Regions from separate parts of the Pan troglodytes genome. Here region 2 is linked to region 1. The links are chromatin contacts, called in public Hi-C maps. All regions are on one chromosome and are shown on one strand. Each heading gives the region's core, a stretch centred on a gene start, on an enhancer-like site or on the middle of the called end of the contact. The rest is flanking DNA. Distances are from core to core; before and after follow the strand shown.

Region 1 (6,614 bases), core at 1,164-3,663:
ACCCAGGAGGCGGAGGTTGCAGTAAACCAAGATCATGCCATTGTACTGCAGCCTGGGCAACAAGAGCGAGACTCCACAAAAAAATAAATAAATAAATAAAATAAATAAATCCCTGGCTGGGCTCAGTGACTCATGCCAGTAATCCCAGCACTTTGGGAGGCTGAGGCGGTGGGATCACTTGAGGTCAGGAGCTCAAGACAAGCCTGGCCAACACAGCAAAACCCCGTTTCAACTAAAACTACAAAAATTAGCTGGGTGTGGTGGCACACACCTGTAGTCCCAACTACTCTGGAGGCTGAGGAAGGAGAATCGCTTGAATCCAGGAGGCGAAGGCTGCAGTGAGCCAAGATTGTGCCATTGCACTCCAACCTGGGCGACAGAGCAAGACACCATCTAAAAAAACAACAACAAAAAAAACCCTGCTTTCATGGAATAGTAAGGGCAGCGAATCAATAACAAAACATCAAATACATGTCAGGTGACAATAAGCACATTGGCTACAGACAAAAACAAAAAACCCACCTGCTTAATAGCAACAGGGTAGGAGTATTGCTATTTTATTTTATTTATATTTATTTATTTATATTTATTTATTTATTTTTTTGAGACGGAGTCTCGCTCTGTTGCCCAGGCTGGAGTGCAGTGGCGCAATCTTGGCTCACTGCAAGCTCCACCCCCTGGGTTCACACCATTCTCCTGCCTCAGCCTCCCGAGTAGCTGGGACTACAGGCACCCGCCACCACGCCTGGCTATGTTTTTCTATTTTTAGTAAAGACAGGGTTTCACTGTGTTAGCCAGGATGGTCTCGATCTCCTGACCTTGTGATCCACCCACCTCAGCCTCCCAAAGTGCTGAGATTACAGGCATGAGCCACAGTGCACGAACTATTTATTTATTTTTTTGAGACAGAGTTTCAATCTTGTTGCACAGCCTGGAGCGCAATGGTGCGATCTCAGCTCACTGCAACCTCTGCCTTCTGGTTTCAAGCAATTCTCCTGCCTCAGCCTCCTGAGTAGCTGGGATTACAGGCACCCACCACCACGCTCGAATATATATATATATTTTTTGAGACGGAGTCCGCTCTGTCACCAGGCTGGAGTGCAGTGGCACAATATCGGCTCACTGAAACCTCCGGCTCCCGGGTTCAAGCGATTCTCCTGCAGCCTCCCAAGTAGCTGGGATTACAGGCATGCAGCACCATGCCCAGCTAATTTTTGTATTTTTGGTAGAGATGGGGTTTTACCATGTTGGCCAGGATGGTCTTGATCTCTTGACCTCGTGATCTGCCCACCTCGGCCTCCCAAAGTGCTGGGATTACAGGCGTGAGCCACCGCGCCCGGCCTACGCCTGGCTAATTTTTGTATTTTTAGTAGAGACGTGGTTTCGCCATGTTGCCCAGGCTGGTCTCGAACTCCTGACCTCATGATCCGCCTGTCTCGGCCTCCCAAAGTGTTGGGATTACAGGTATGAGGCACTGCGCCCAGCCAATTATTATTATTTTTTGAGATGGAGTCTCACTCTGTTGCCCAGGCTGGAGTTGCAATGGCATGATCTTGGCTCACTGAAATCTTCATCTCCCAGATTGAAGCAGTTCTCATGCCTCAGCCTCCTGAGTAGCTGGGATTACAGGCACACGCCACCACACCTGGCTAATTTTTGTATTTTTAGTAGAGATGGGATTTCACCATGTTGGCCAGGCTGGTCTCAAACTCCTGACCTCAAGTGATTTGCCCACGTCGGCCTCCCAAAGTGCTGGGATTATAGGCGTGAGCCACCGGGCCCAGCCCAAGAGAATAAAAATGTGGGTGGTAAAAATTTTTTTCCCAAAAATTCATAAATGAAAATCTCACATATTATTCATACTGCCCAGGAGCATGGCCTAGCACTGTGTAAACACTCAACTGCTGGTCATTGCAAGGATTATTATTGGCCGGCTTCAGTGGCTCGTGCTGGTATTCCCAGCACATTGGGAGATGGAGCCTGGAGGATTGCTTAAGTCCAGGATTTCAAGACCAGCCTGGACAACATAGTGGGATCCCATCTCTACAAAGAATTTTAAAAATTAGCCAGGTGCGGTGGGAAGATTGCTTCAGTCCAGAGGCTTCAGTGAGCTATGATTGTGCCACTGCACTCCAGCCTGGGTGACAGAGCAACACCCTGACTGAGACAGAGAGAGAGAGAGGGAAGGAGGGAAGGAAGGAAGGAAGGAAGGAAGGAAGGAAGGAAGGAAGGAAGGAAGGAAGGAAGAAAGGAAGGAAGGAAAGAAGGAGAGAGAGAGAGAGAGAGAAAATAATTTTTATTTATTTCCAGGCTGGGAAGAGATGCTGATTTCTGTGATAAAATCAGTAGATACATTTTTTGGAATGTTCGCTATGTGCCAGGCTAGATTTTACAGATGAGAAGTCTGAAGCTCAGGTAAGGTAAGTCACCTGTCCAGGGCCACAAAGGAAAAAAAAACGTGTGTCTGAAGCCAGAACGGGAGCTGTTGCGGCCCAACTCCCTCCCCTGCCCCCAAGCGGCCTCTGGGCTCGGGAAGGGCCCCTGCCTCCTCCCGCCAGGCACTTATCTCTACCCAGGCTGAGTGCTGGCCCCGCCCCCTCGGGGATCTGCCACTTAGAGGCGCCTGGTCGGGAAGGGCCTGGTCAGCTGCGTCCGGCGGAGGCAGCTGCTGACCCAGCTGCGGACTGTGCCAGGGGCGGGGGACGGAGGGGCAGGAGCCCTGGGCTCCCCGTGGCGGGGGCTGTATCATGGACCACCTCGGGGCGTCCCTCTGGCCCCAGGTCGGCTCCCTTTGTCTCCTGCTCGCTGGGGCCGCCTGGGCGCCCCCGCCTAACCTCCCGGACCCCAAGTTCGAGAGCAAAGGTAAGGATGAGCTGCGTGTGGACCCCTACGCTGGAGCCTGCAGGACCATGCTGGGGCCTGAACTCCCAGCCTAGGTCCTGGGGGCCATGCCTGTTTCTGGACTTCCTGACCGGGTCCTGGGGGACCAAGCTGGCATCTGAACCCTTAGACTGGGTCCTGGATGGGTGGTGGGCGGGGTGGGGTATGTTAGGATCCAAGACTCCTGATCGCGTCCCGGGCAAGAGCTAGAGTGGGCTTAAGATTCCCGTTTTACCTTTTCAGGGAGTCTGGGACATGCTAAATCCTAAGGGGGCTGACTTGGTGCTAAGGTCCCTGGGGGGTGGGGACCAAGCCGACCCTCCCTAGGGGAGGGAGGGTAAAGCCCGGGTCCGAGTTAGAGGGGCCAAGCCACAGGCTACTGTAAACACGGTTTGTGTGAGGGCGCCAGATCACTTGCCCGGCCCGGTGGAGGGAGGGAGGCGGGGGGCACGGTTGGCGCTATCGGTTGGCGGGGAGCCTGCCGGGGCCGATAGGGGGCCCGCCTCTCCGCACACACCCCCAGCCGCGCGCGTGTCCTAGGCTGGGGCGGGGCTGGCAGTCCCGAGCTCGAGGTCTTGAACGCCGCGCCCAGCTCAGCTGGCCGCTGGGTGGGCAGGTGTGCGCCAGTGGTGACGGCGGGGGACAGTAAGGCGAGCAACTTGCCTCTGGGAATTAGGGGGGCACCACCTCTGCGGACCCCTCCAAGGGCCCCGCTTGGGAAGATGGCAGGGCGGGGCTTTTTTCTTATCGGGTCCGCCCAGGCTGCGGGAGGGAAGAGGAGGGGGCTGTCTCCCGAGGATAGAGCTCAGATCCCCATGCCCTTCCTTTGTCGCCCCTCCCCAGCGGCCTTGCTGGCGGCCCGGGGGCCCGAACAGCTTCTGTGCTTCACCGAGAGGTTGGAGGACTTGGTGTGTTTCTGGGAGGAAGCGGCGAGCGCTGGGGTGGGCCCGGGCAACTACAGCTTCTCCTACCAGCTCGAGTGAGTCCGATCCGGCGGGTGCCTCCACGGGCGGAGGGAGGGGGTGGGGCAGAGCTCCCTGGAGGTCGTAGCCTCGTATGTCCCCTGCTGTTTGAGGCCCGACGGCGCCTCCAGTCGTGGTCACTGGAGGGAAACCTGCGGGTCCAGGGCTGGCACGCCCTCTATGGGCCGGGGCGCGAACACTCCGGCGATCACCGCTGGAACGCGACCCCAAACATCAGGCTGGGATAACAACGCCTCCAAATCGAGGGTAAGGCGTTACTACGTCGGGGCTGGGACGCCTTCTCGAGGTAGTATCCAAAAGGAGGCCAGCAGTGGCTCATGCCTGTAATCCCAACTCTTTGGAAGGTCGAGGCGGAAGAACCGCTTGAGCCCAGGAGTTCAAGACCAGCCTGGGCAACACAGCGAGATCCCCGTCTCTTAAAAAAAAAATTAGACTGGGCGCGGTGGCTCACGCCTGTAATCCCAGCACTTTGGGAGGCTGAGGCGGGCGGATCACCTGAGGTCGGGAGTTTGAGACCAGCCTGGCCAACATGGAGAAACTCTATCTCTACTAAAAATACAAAATTAGCCGGGCGTGGTGGCGCATGCCTGTGATCCCAGCTACTCGGGAGGCTGAGGCAGGAGAATCGCTTGAACCCGGGAGGCGAAGGTTGCGGTGAGCCGAGGTAGCGCCATTGCACTCCAGCCTGGGCAACAAGAGCGAAACTCCGTCTCAAAAAAAAAAAAAAAAAAAAAAAAAAGCCAGGCGTGGCGCGTGCCTGTGGTCTCAACTACTTGGGAAGCTGAGGTGGGAGGATCCCTTAAGCCCCAGAATTTGAGGCTGCAGTGAGCCATGATCGCGCCACTGCACTCCAGCCTGGGCGACGAAGGAAGACCTTGTCACACACACACACAAGGATAGACCTTGTGTCACACATACACACTGCCCCCCACAGGCCGGGCAATGCCAACTCCCCGGTCCCCCCTCCCAACCTGCTCCCTTCCCTGGGCGCATAGGGATGAGCCATGGAAGCTGTGTCGCCTGCACCAGGCTCCCACGGCTCGTGGTGCGGTGCGCTTCTGGTGTTCGCTGCCTACAGCCGACACGTCGAGCTTCGTGCCCCTAGAGTTGCGCGTCACAGCAGCCTCCGGCGCTCCGCGATATCACCGTGTCATCCACATCAATGAAGTAGGTAAGTGCTCTGGGAATGGAGGAGTGGTCGGAGGAGAGGGTCTCAGTCCTCGCCCACCTGACCAACCCCCATGCCTGCAGTGCTCCTAGACGCCCCCGTGGGGCTGGTGGCGCGGTTGGCTGACGAGAGCGGCCACGTAGTGTTGCGCTGGCTCCCGCCGCCTGAGACACCCATGACGTCCCACATCCGCTACGAGGTGGACGTCTCGGCCGGCAACGGCGCAGGGAGCGTACAGAGGGTGAGGCCAGCCCCTACGGCCCAGCCCCCAAAGCTCCACTGACTACGGCCCAGCCACGCCTCTCGAGGTCGCGCCCGGTGCCGCTTTCAGGGCCGGTCCGTAACATCCCACATCCCATTACCCTGGTGCTGAAGACCGTTCCACGCCCACAGACACACCCCCTTTCCTAATGTCCTCGCAAGCCTGCTGAACCCCAACTTCTTCTCCCTCCGGCCCGTAACCCTAGACCCCTTTAGCGCCCGCGTCCCTCTACGAGTGCTAGCCCAGATATTAAATTGCCCGGGTCCCGCCCTTTCGTACCAGAGACTCTCTCTCTGATTGGCCCTGAGCTTTCTTGGGCTCCTCCCCCTATTCTTATTGGTCCCATTGCAATTCTAGGGCACCGTTTTCCTTTCCCCTGATTGGCTCAGTTCCACCAGGGCCCGCCCCCACGTGATCTATTTTTGTCTGCTACGCGTCCCTCGCCCTGATTCCGCCCCCAGGTGGAGATCCTGGAGGGCCGCACCGAGTGTGTGCTGAGCAACCTGCGGGGCCGGACGCGCTACACCTTCGCCGTCCGCGCGCGTATGGCTGAGCCGAGCTTCGGCGGCTTCTGGAGCGCCTGGTCGGAGCCTGTGTCGCTGCTGACGCCTAGCGGTGAGGCCCCAGGCGGGGGTGTAGGAGGAGCCAGGGCGAATCACGGGGCAAGCCCCCCGCCCTGACCTCCTCCCCGCCTCTTAGACCTGGACCCCCTCATCCTGACGCTCTCCCTCATCCTCGTGCTCATCCTGGTGCTGCTGACCGTGCTCGCGCTGCTCTCCCACCGCCGGTGAGCTCCCCATTTGGGCGCTGGGCCCAGACTCCTCTCCGCCAACGGTCCTCTTTCACTATGGAAACCTAGGCTCAGAGAGAGACACGCACTTGCCCAAGGTCACGCAGTAAGGATTCACATCAGTGGCAGGGCTGGGATGCATGCCAGACTAGACCCAGACTCTTCGTTAACATTTTCTGCTCTTGGGGACTTTCACCTGATTTTCCTTCTACATCAGGGGCTGCCATTTCTTGGGTCCCTTTGTTAGTTCCTTTCCCCAGTGTCATCACCTTTGTAAAATCAACTAGATGGATTTAGTGAAAGAATTTAAGACCCTGAATGCCTCCGCACCCCTGCGGTCAAGCTTCTCAGACACTATGATCAGACTAGCCGTTCTGAGGTATTTGTAATTCCAAGCACACACTAGGTGGTTTCACACCCCCAAGCTTTTGCCCATGCTGTTCCCTCTGCCTGGAATGCCCTTCCTGCCTTGTCTGCTAAGCAATCTGCTAGTCGTCTTTCATGGCCCTGTTCATTTACTTGGTTGGAAAA
Region 2 (6,932 bases), core at 3,870-6,369, 190 kb before region 1:
GCCCCACCCACACCCTTTTCTGTTCCTTGCCCTTGACCTTGCAGACTCAACCTTCCGGATTCACTTCCCCCTTGCTCACTCTGCTCCAGCCACAAAAGCCAATTTTTGGTTCTCAAATCAAACTAACTCATGACAGCATTTTGAATTTTGAAGCCTTGGGGCCCCGAAAAAGTCCATCTTTTTTTTTTTTTTTTTTTAAGATCAAGTCTCACTGTGTCGCCCAGGCTGGAGTGCGGTGGTGTGATCTCGACTCACTGCAACCTCTGCCTCCCTGGTTCAAGCAATTCTCCTGCCTCAGCCTCCCAAGTAGCTGGGATTACAGGTGCTCGCTGCCATGCCCAGCTAATTTTTTTGTATTTTAGTGGAGAAAGGGTTTCACCTTGTTGCCCAGGCTGGTCTTGAACTCCTGAACTCAGGCAATCTGTCTGCCTCAGCCTCCCAAAGTGCTGGGATTACAGGCGTGAGCCACTGCGCCCGGCCCAAAAATCCATCTTTGTGGGTTCCTTTGTAAATGTGTAGTCAATTTAGAAATTTAGAAACACGGTTTCCCTTAAGCCTTTATTTAGTTACAATCACAACTAACATGTTACTTATACACCTGGCAAAGTGAAACATCAAAAAATTAATTCAGGGCCTGGCCTCAGGCCTGTAATCCCAGCACTTTGGGATGCCAAGGCAGATGGATCACCTGAGGTCAGGAGAATCGCTTGAACCTGGGAGACGGAGGTTGGGACGAGCTGAAGATCACACCACTGTGCTCCAGCTTGGGTGACAGAGTGAGTGAGACTCCATCTCAACAAAAAGAAAAAGAAATATCACTTTAAGAGGTCATTGGATGCATACTTGGGTCCGTTTATAAGTTTAGTGGATTGAAATTAACATTTTACATTTTATAAGTGTGATGCATTTTATTCTATACTCTTTTACTACTATAATAATAATTATTAATTTTTTTTTTTTGAGATGGAGTCTCGCTCTGTCACCCAGGCTGGAGTGCAGTGGCGAGATCTCGGCTCACTGCAAGCTCCACCTCCCGGGTTCATGCCATTCTCCTGCCTCAGCCTCCCGAGTAGCTGGGACTACAGGCGCCCGCCACCATGCCCAGCTAATTTTTTTGTATTTTTAGTAGAGACGGGGTTTCACTGTGTTAGCCATGATGCTCTCGATCTCCTGACCTCGTGATCCGCCCGCCTCAGCCTCCCAAAGTGGTGGGATTACAGGCGTGAGCCACTGCGCCCGGCCAATTATTAATATTTTTTAGAGACAGTGTATCAGCTCTGTCACCCAGACTGGAGTGCAGTGGTGCAATCATGGCTCACTGCAGCCTCGACCTCCTGAGCAATGCTCCCACCTCAGCCTCCTGAGTAGCTGGGCTACAGGTGCACACAACCATGCCCAGCTAATTTTTTTTTTTAAGAGATGAGGTCTCTACAAAAAATGTTGGGATGACAGGTGTGAGCCACTGTGCCAGCTTATTCTTTAATCTTTTAATTTATTATTATTATTTTTTGAGACAGAGTCTTGCTCTACCACCCAGGCTAGAGTGCAATGGTGCGATCTCAGCTCACTGCAACCTCTGCCTCCCGGGTTCAAGCGATTCTCCTGCCTCAGCCTCCTGAGTAGCTGGGACTACAGGCACGTGCCACCACACCCAGGTAATTTTTTGTATTTATAGTAGAGATGGGGTTTCACCATGTTAGCCAGGATGGTCTCGATCTCCTGACCTCTTGATCCACCCGCCTCGGCCTCCCAAAGTGCTGGGATTACAGGCATGAGCCACTGCACCTGGCCTATTCTTTAATCTTTTTAAATGTCTCCACCAAGCAAACACCTTGAGAAGTCCTTATCAGTTATTAAAAATCTACAATGCAAACATACAAATAAAAGGAGAACAGTAAGTTCTCTTAAACATTCTGATACTACTTCTAAACTTAGCCAATAAACAGAGAATGAATGTTAATTTTTTAAATAAACAGGCCAGGGGCAGTTGTTCACACCTGTAATCCCAGCACTTTGGGGGGCTGAGTTGGGAGGATTGTTTGAACTCAGGAGTTCAAGAGCAGCCTGGACAAGGTGACAAATCCCTGTCTCTACAAAAAATACAAAAATTAGCTGGGTGTGGTGGTGTGTGCCTGTAGTCTCAATCCTCAGGAGGCCGAGGGGTGTGGGAGGATCCCCTGAGCCCAGAAGGTCGAGTCTGCAGTGAGCCGTGATCGCATCACTGGTCTCCAGCCTGGGTGACTCTGTTTTAGAAAAAGAAAAAAAAAAGAAAAAAAAAAGCTTTCATTAACTGAAGACAGACTGAAAGCAAGAGAAACTGAAAGCAAGATAAATGAGTGGGTGGTTTCCTCAAGCACTGGTAGGTGCTGCAGAGAAAACTACAGCAACAGGAGAGTCAGACAATGATGGGGGCAGGGTGGTGCATTTCAGATAATTTCAGATAAATTATCTTTTTCTTTTTTTTTTTTTTTGAGACAGTCTCACTCTGTCACCCAGGCTGGAGTACAGTGGCACGATCTTGGCTCACTGCAACCTCCGCCTCCCAGGTTCAAGCAATTCTCCTGCCTCGACCTCCAGAGTAGCTGGGACCACAGGTTTGTGCCACCACGCCCAGTTAATTTTTGTATTTTTAGTAGAGACGGGGTTTCACCATGTTGGCCAGGCTGGTCTCGAACTCCTGGCCTCAAGTGATCCACTCGGCTTGGCTTCCCAAAGTGCTGGGATTACAGGCGTGAGCCACCACGCCCAGACTCATTTCAGATAAATTAAAGGAACTTGAACACAATGGGTGACCTCAGTATCTGACTAAGGAAGACCCTTCCAGGCAGGGAGAACAGAAAGTGCCAAGACCCTGAGGCCAGAGTGTATCTGAGACAGTCAAGCAATGCGGAGGAGGTCAGAGGAGCAAGAAACAGGGAAAGCAGGATTGGCAGGAGGAAGGAAGGAAAGGGATTGGGTAGAGACAGCAGCGGAGAACAGGACCTGGATGTATTGGCAAAAGGAGGAACTCACTCGTGGGGTTGTTGACATCTGAGATTGACACTGGTATTGGGAAAATAGGAAAGGGTGGAGGTGGAGGGAGATTCTGAGTCACAGCCTGATCTAGCTCCACAGAAAATCAGCAGAAGAGAGTTCTCCTGGGTGAATGGAGAGAGAAGAGCTTATTCAGAACCCTGGAGGAGACCAGAGAGAGATAGCCAAGAACCCACAGGTTTTATTACATGCTCTGTGCAAGATCAGGTTTATTTTTTTCATTGTGCTCTCTCTCTCTCTCTCTCTGAGACAAGAGTCTAGCTGTGCTGCCCAGGCTGAAGGTCAGTGGTGCAATCGTAGCTCATTGCAGCCTCAAACTCCCAGGCTCAAGCGATCCTCCATCTCAGCTTCCTGAGTAGATGGAACCACAGGTGTGCACCACCATGCCTGGCTAATTTTGTTTTTGTTTTTGTTTTTGTTTTTTTTGTAGCAATGTGATCTCGCCACGATGCCCAGGCTGTTCATGAACTCCTGGGCTCAAGCGATCCTCCCACATTGGCTGGGTTTACAGGCCTGAGCCACCACGCTTGGCCAGCTTTTTCAATTTAAAAAATATAGAAAGTGTTAATACAAATTAAAAAGTTATAAAATAGTGCCAATAGTATCCCATTTTTCCGAAGACAAACATAGGCAGAGAAAAATTAATGGATACTGTCTCTCTGGGCAGGGGTATTACTGGCTATTATAATCTTTGTTTTCGTGCATTCCAGAATTTACCAACTTTTCTACAAAGATCATGTAGCACAATAAGATAATAAACATAATTTTGTGTGATCTCAAAATACAGGAAGCATAGAAGCTTCCAAAACACGCCTGTACCCACCACATGAAGAAACAGATGTTAACATTTGGTCATAATTGCTTCAGATTTCTTTTTTTTTTTTTTTTTCTGTTTTTTTTTTTGGGGGGGGGGGACAGAGTCTTGCTCTGTTGCCCAGGCTGGAGTGTAGTGGCATGATATCGGCTCAGTGCAACCTCCTCCTCCTGGCTTGGAGTGCAGTGGCATGATCTCAGTTCACTGCAACCTCTGCCTCCTGGGTTCAAGCGAGCACCTCCAGCTAATTTTTGTCTTTTTAGTAGAGACAAGGTTTCGCCATGTTGCCCAGGCTGGTCTGGAACACCTGACCTCAAGTGATCCGCTCACCTCGGCCTCCCAAAGTGCCAGGATTACAGTGTGAGACACCACACTGGCTAAATAATAAGTTAAAAAAAAAAAAACAGGAGACTGGCCAGGCACGGTGACTCACGCCTGTAATCGCAGAACTTTGGGAGGCTGAGGTGGGCAGATCACCTGAGGTCAGGCATTGGAGACCAGCCTGGCCAACATGGAGAAACCCCGTCTCTACTAAAAATACAAAATAGCCAGGCGTGGTGGTGCGTGCCTGTAATCACAGCTACTAGGGAGGCTGAGGCAGGAGAATCGCTTGTACCCGGGAGGCGGAGGTTGCGTGAGCCAAGATTGCACCACTGCACTCCAGCCTGGGCAACCAGAATAAAACTGTCTCAAAAAAAAACAAAAACAGGCCGGGCGCGGTGGCTCACGCCTGTAATCCCAGCACTTTGGGAGGCCGAGGTGGGCGGATCACGAGGTCAGGAGATCGAGACCATCCTGGCTAACACGGTGAAACCCCGTCTCTACTAAAAAATACAAAAAATTAGCCGGGCGCGGTGGCGGCGCCCGTAGTCCCAGCTACTCGGGGGTGCTGAGGCAGGAGAATGGCGCGAACCCGGGAGGCAGAGCTTGCCGTGAGCCGAGATCACGCCACTGCAGTCCAGCCTGGGTGAAAGAGCGAGACTCTGTCTCAAACAAACAAACAAACAAACAAACAAACAAAACAACAGGAGAAGATGATGACAGACCTCACAAGAGCTTGGCCCCAGGCCTGAAACCCCACCCAGTGCTGTGGTCCTGCGGCTGTGGGCCCATGGGTGCCCCCAAAGGGTCCCAGGCAGATGGAGGCTCCTGGTTGGGGTGGAGGAAGGAAAAGGATGAAATCGGCTCCCCTGGCCACCCCTTCTGGCCCAGCTGCAGCTGCAGTCCGTGGGTCTGAGCCGACCTTTGGGGTTCATCGGCCCATTTTACAGATGCGGAGCCTACAGCCGGGAGGCGTGGCGGCTCTGGGCGGCGCAGGGTTCCGGGGCGGGGAGGCCGAGGCGCCCGCCCTCCCCGCCGGGGCTCACCTGGGTCAGCCCTGAGCCCTGGAGCAGGACGGATCGGCCGCTGCCTGCTTAAAGCTGGGGCCGCCCAGGAGTGCGATCGCCTGCGGATCTGCAGCTGGGCACCGGCCGCAACGCCCGCCCCGCGACGGCAGGTGAGATGCGGGCGGCCCCGTGGGAGGGGTCTCTGCCTGTCCTCGTCACCCACTTCCTTCCCGTTTGTTGCTGCTGCAGGGCTGGGAATGGGGGGGACCAAGCACTTCGCAGGGTGACCCGGGGAGATCTGTGAGCCAGTGGCCTCAGCGTTGAATGAGAGCTCTCTCCCGGGTCCGCGCTCGCAGGGACTGAAGGGACTCGTGAATGTCCGCGGGACGTGTCGCGGCGGCGCCCAGCACGGAGGAGGCAGGCAGGGAGGTGAGGAGCAGGTCAGACCGGCCGCAGGTGCAGGGCCTCCTGCCCTCCCAGGCTGCTGTCCCGTGGAGGGCCTGCAGACAGCTGCTGAGACTATGAGGGTCAGAGGTCTGCGGTCACGCGCGCTATCACCAGCTAGCTGCCTCCTGCCTGGTTCCTCCTGCAGGAATGGGAGTCTGGGGGGAGGGGAGGGTGTGGGCAGGACTTCCTGGAAAAGGGAAGCCCGTTGGTGTTTATGTGTGGGGTGGAGAGAGGGCAGGGGGAGGATGGGGACACACGCGGAGTCCCCCACTCAGATGTTGGCAAACACAGCTCCGACACCAGACACGCAACCCATCCTAGAGACGCAACCCAGGCACACACACGTGGACACACACAAAACTTCATCCATAGGGATTCCCACCCAGTGCCACGTGAGAACGCAGGCGTGCATCGCAGACAAGCCACACAGGCCTCGCAGGCTCAGCATACACGTCTGCAGCAACACCATCAGGTACAGAGCCGAGGCCCAGGTAGGCATGCTCAGCTGCACGCAGGAAGCAAGACACACCCAGACACACACAGGTAAGCCCTTACTCAGAGAAAGAAGGTGCAGGAGATGTGTCGGGTAATCACGGCCACAGCCTCTCAAGTGTGCGCACACACACACACACTCACACTGAGATACACAGACACACAGAGATACCTGGACGTGTCAAGCCTACAGCACAAACAGGCCCCTGCAGGTCCACCCGGAGGCTGTGTGGGCCGAGGCTGCTGCACACGTGTGCCCAGATCCTCCCACCCCCACCCCAATCCCGTGTCCTGCTCCAGGGAAGTCCAGGGCTCACATGACCCAAGGGGAGGGCTCCCAGGACAGCCCTCGGAGAAACTGCATCATCCTCACTAATGATCCACTTCCTCCTCAGGGAATAAAGGCTCAGGGACCGGCAGTTCTACTCTGGAGCCCACCAGCCTCTCAGAGCCTCCGGTGACTGGCCTGTGTCTCCCCCTGGGTGAGTGCTGGGCAGGCTAGGTGGAAGGAGGGTGAAATGGGCCTGCAGGGCCATCTTGGTGCAGCTCGCCCTCTCACAGACCGCCCCCCCCTTCCCTAAGCCAGCTTGTGCAGCCGTGTCCTGAGAATTAGGGCACCAAGGGGTTCCCACAGGGGCAGCCTGCAGCAAGCAGTCTCCCTCTATCTCAGGGCAGGCGGGGGTCTCAAGGCCTCCCTGCCCTTGTCACAGCCCGGGCCACCTATGCTTGTCTCTCTTCTCCCAGATGGACATGTGGACGGCGCTGCTCATCCTGCAAGCCTTGTTGCTACCCTCCCTGGCTGATGGTGCCACCCCTGC

What was found. Hi-C and Micro-C count contacts between places; a contact is called where the count stands out from the background.
Region 2: a contact with region 1 is called in a Hi-C map of stem cell-derived neural progenitor cells, with 2.8 times the contacts expected there. The contact joins the promoter of ACP5 here to the promoter of EPOR in region 1. A contact is called at or near these places in 1 of 7 Hi-C or Micro-C datasets (stem cell-derived neural progenitor cells) and 1 of 1 datasets of contacts at active chromatin or transcription factors (stem cell-derived excitatory neurons).

The regions. Positions count from the first base shown.
Region 1 is chr20:14,100,602-14,107,215 of NHGRI_mPanTro3-v2.0_pri, reverse strand. It overlaps EPOR (erythropoietin receptor), which reads left to right and starts at 2,413. Exons shown (of 8, transcript XM_016935096.3): 1 at 2,413-2,862; 2 at 3,724-3,859; 3 at 4,859-5,034; 4 at 5,115-5,272; 5 at 5,755-5,908; 6 at 5,993-6,080. The coding sequence starts at 2,748. It overlaps RGL3 (ral guanine nucleotide dissociation stimulator like 3), which reads left to right. Exons shown (of 20, transcript XM_016935090.3): 19 at 2,311-2,420; 20 at 2,781-2,862. The coding sequence ends at 2,399.
Region 2 is chr20:14,295,641-14,302,572 of NHGRI_mPanTro3-v2.0_pri, reverse strand. ACP5 (acid phosphatase 5, tartrate resistant) reads left to right here and starts at 5,119. Exons shown (of 7, transcript XM_009434764.4): 1 at 5,119-5,345; 2 at 5,532-5,604; 3 at 6,510-6,596; 4 at 6,859-6,932. The coding sequence starts at 6,859. All of the region lies in intron 4 of ZNF627 (zinc finger protein 627), which reads right to left.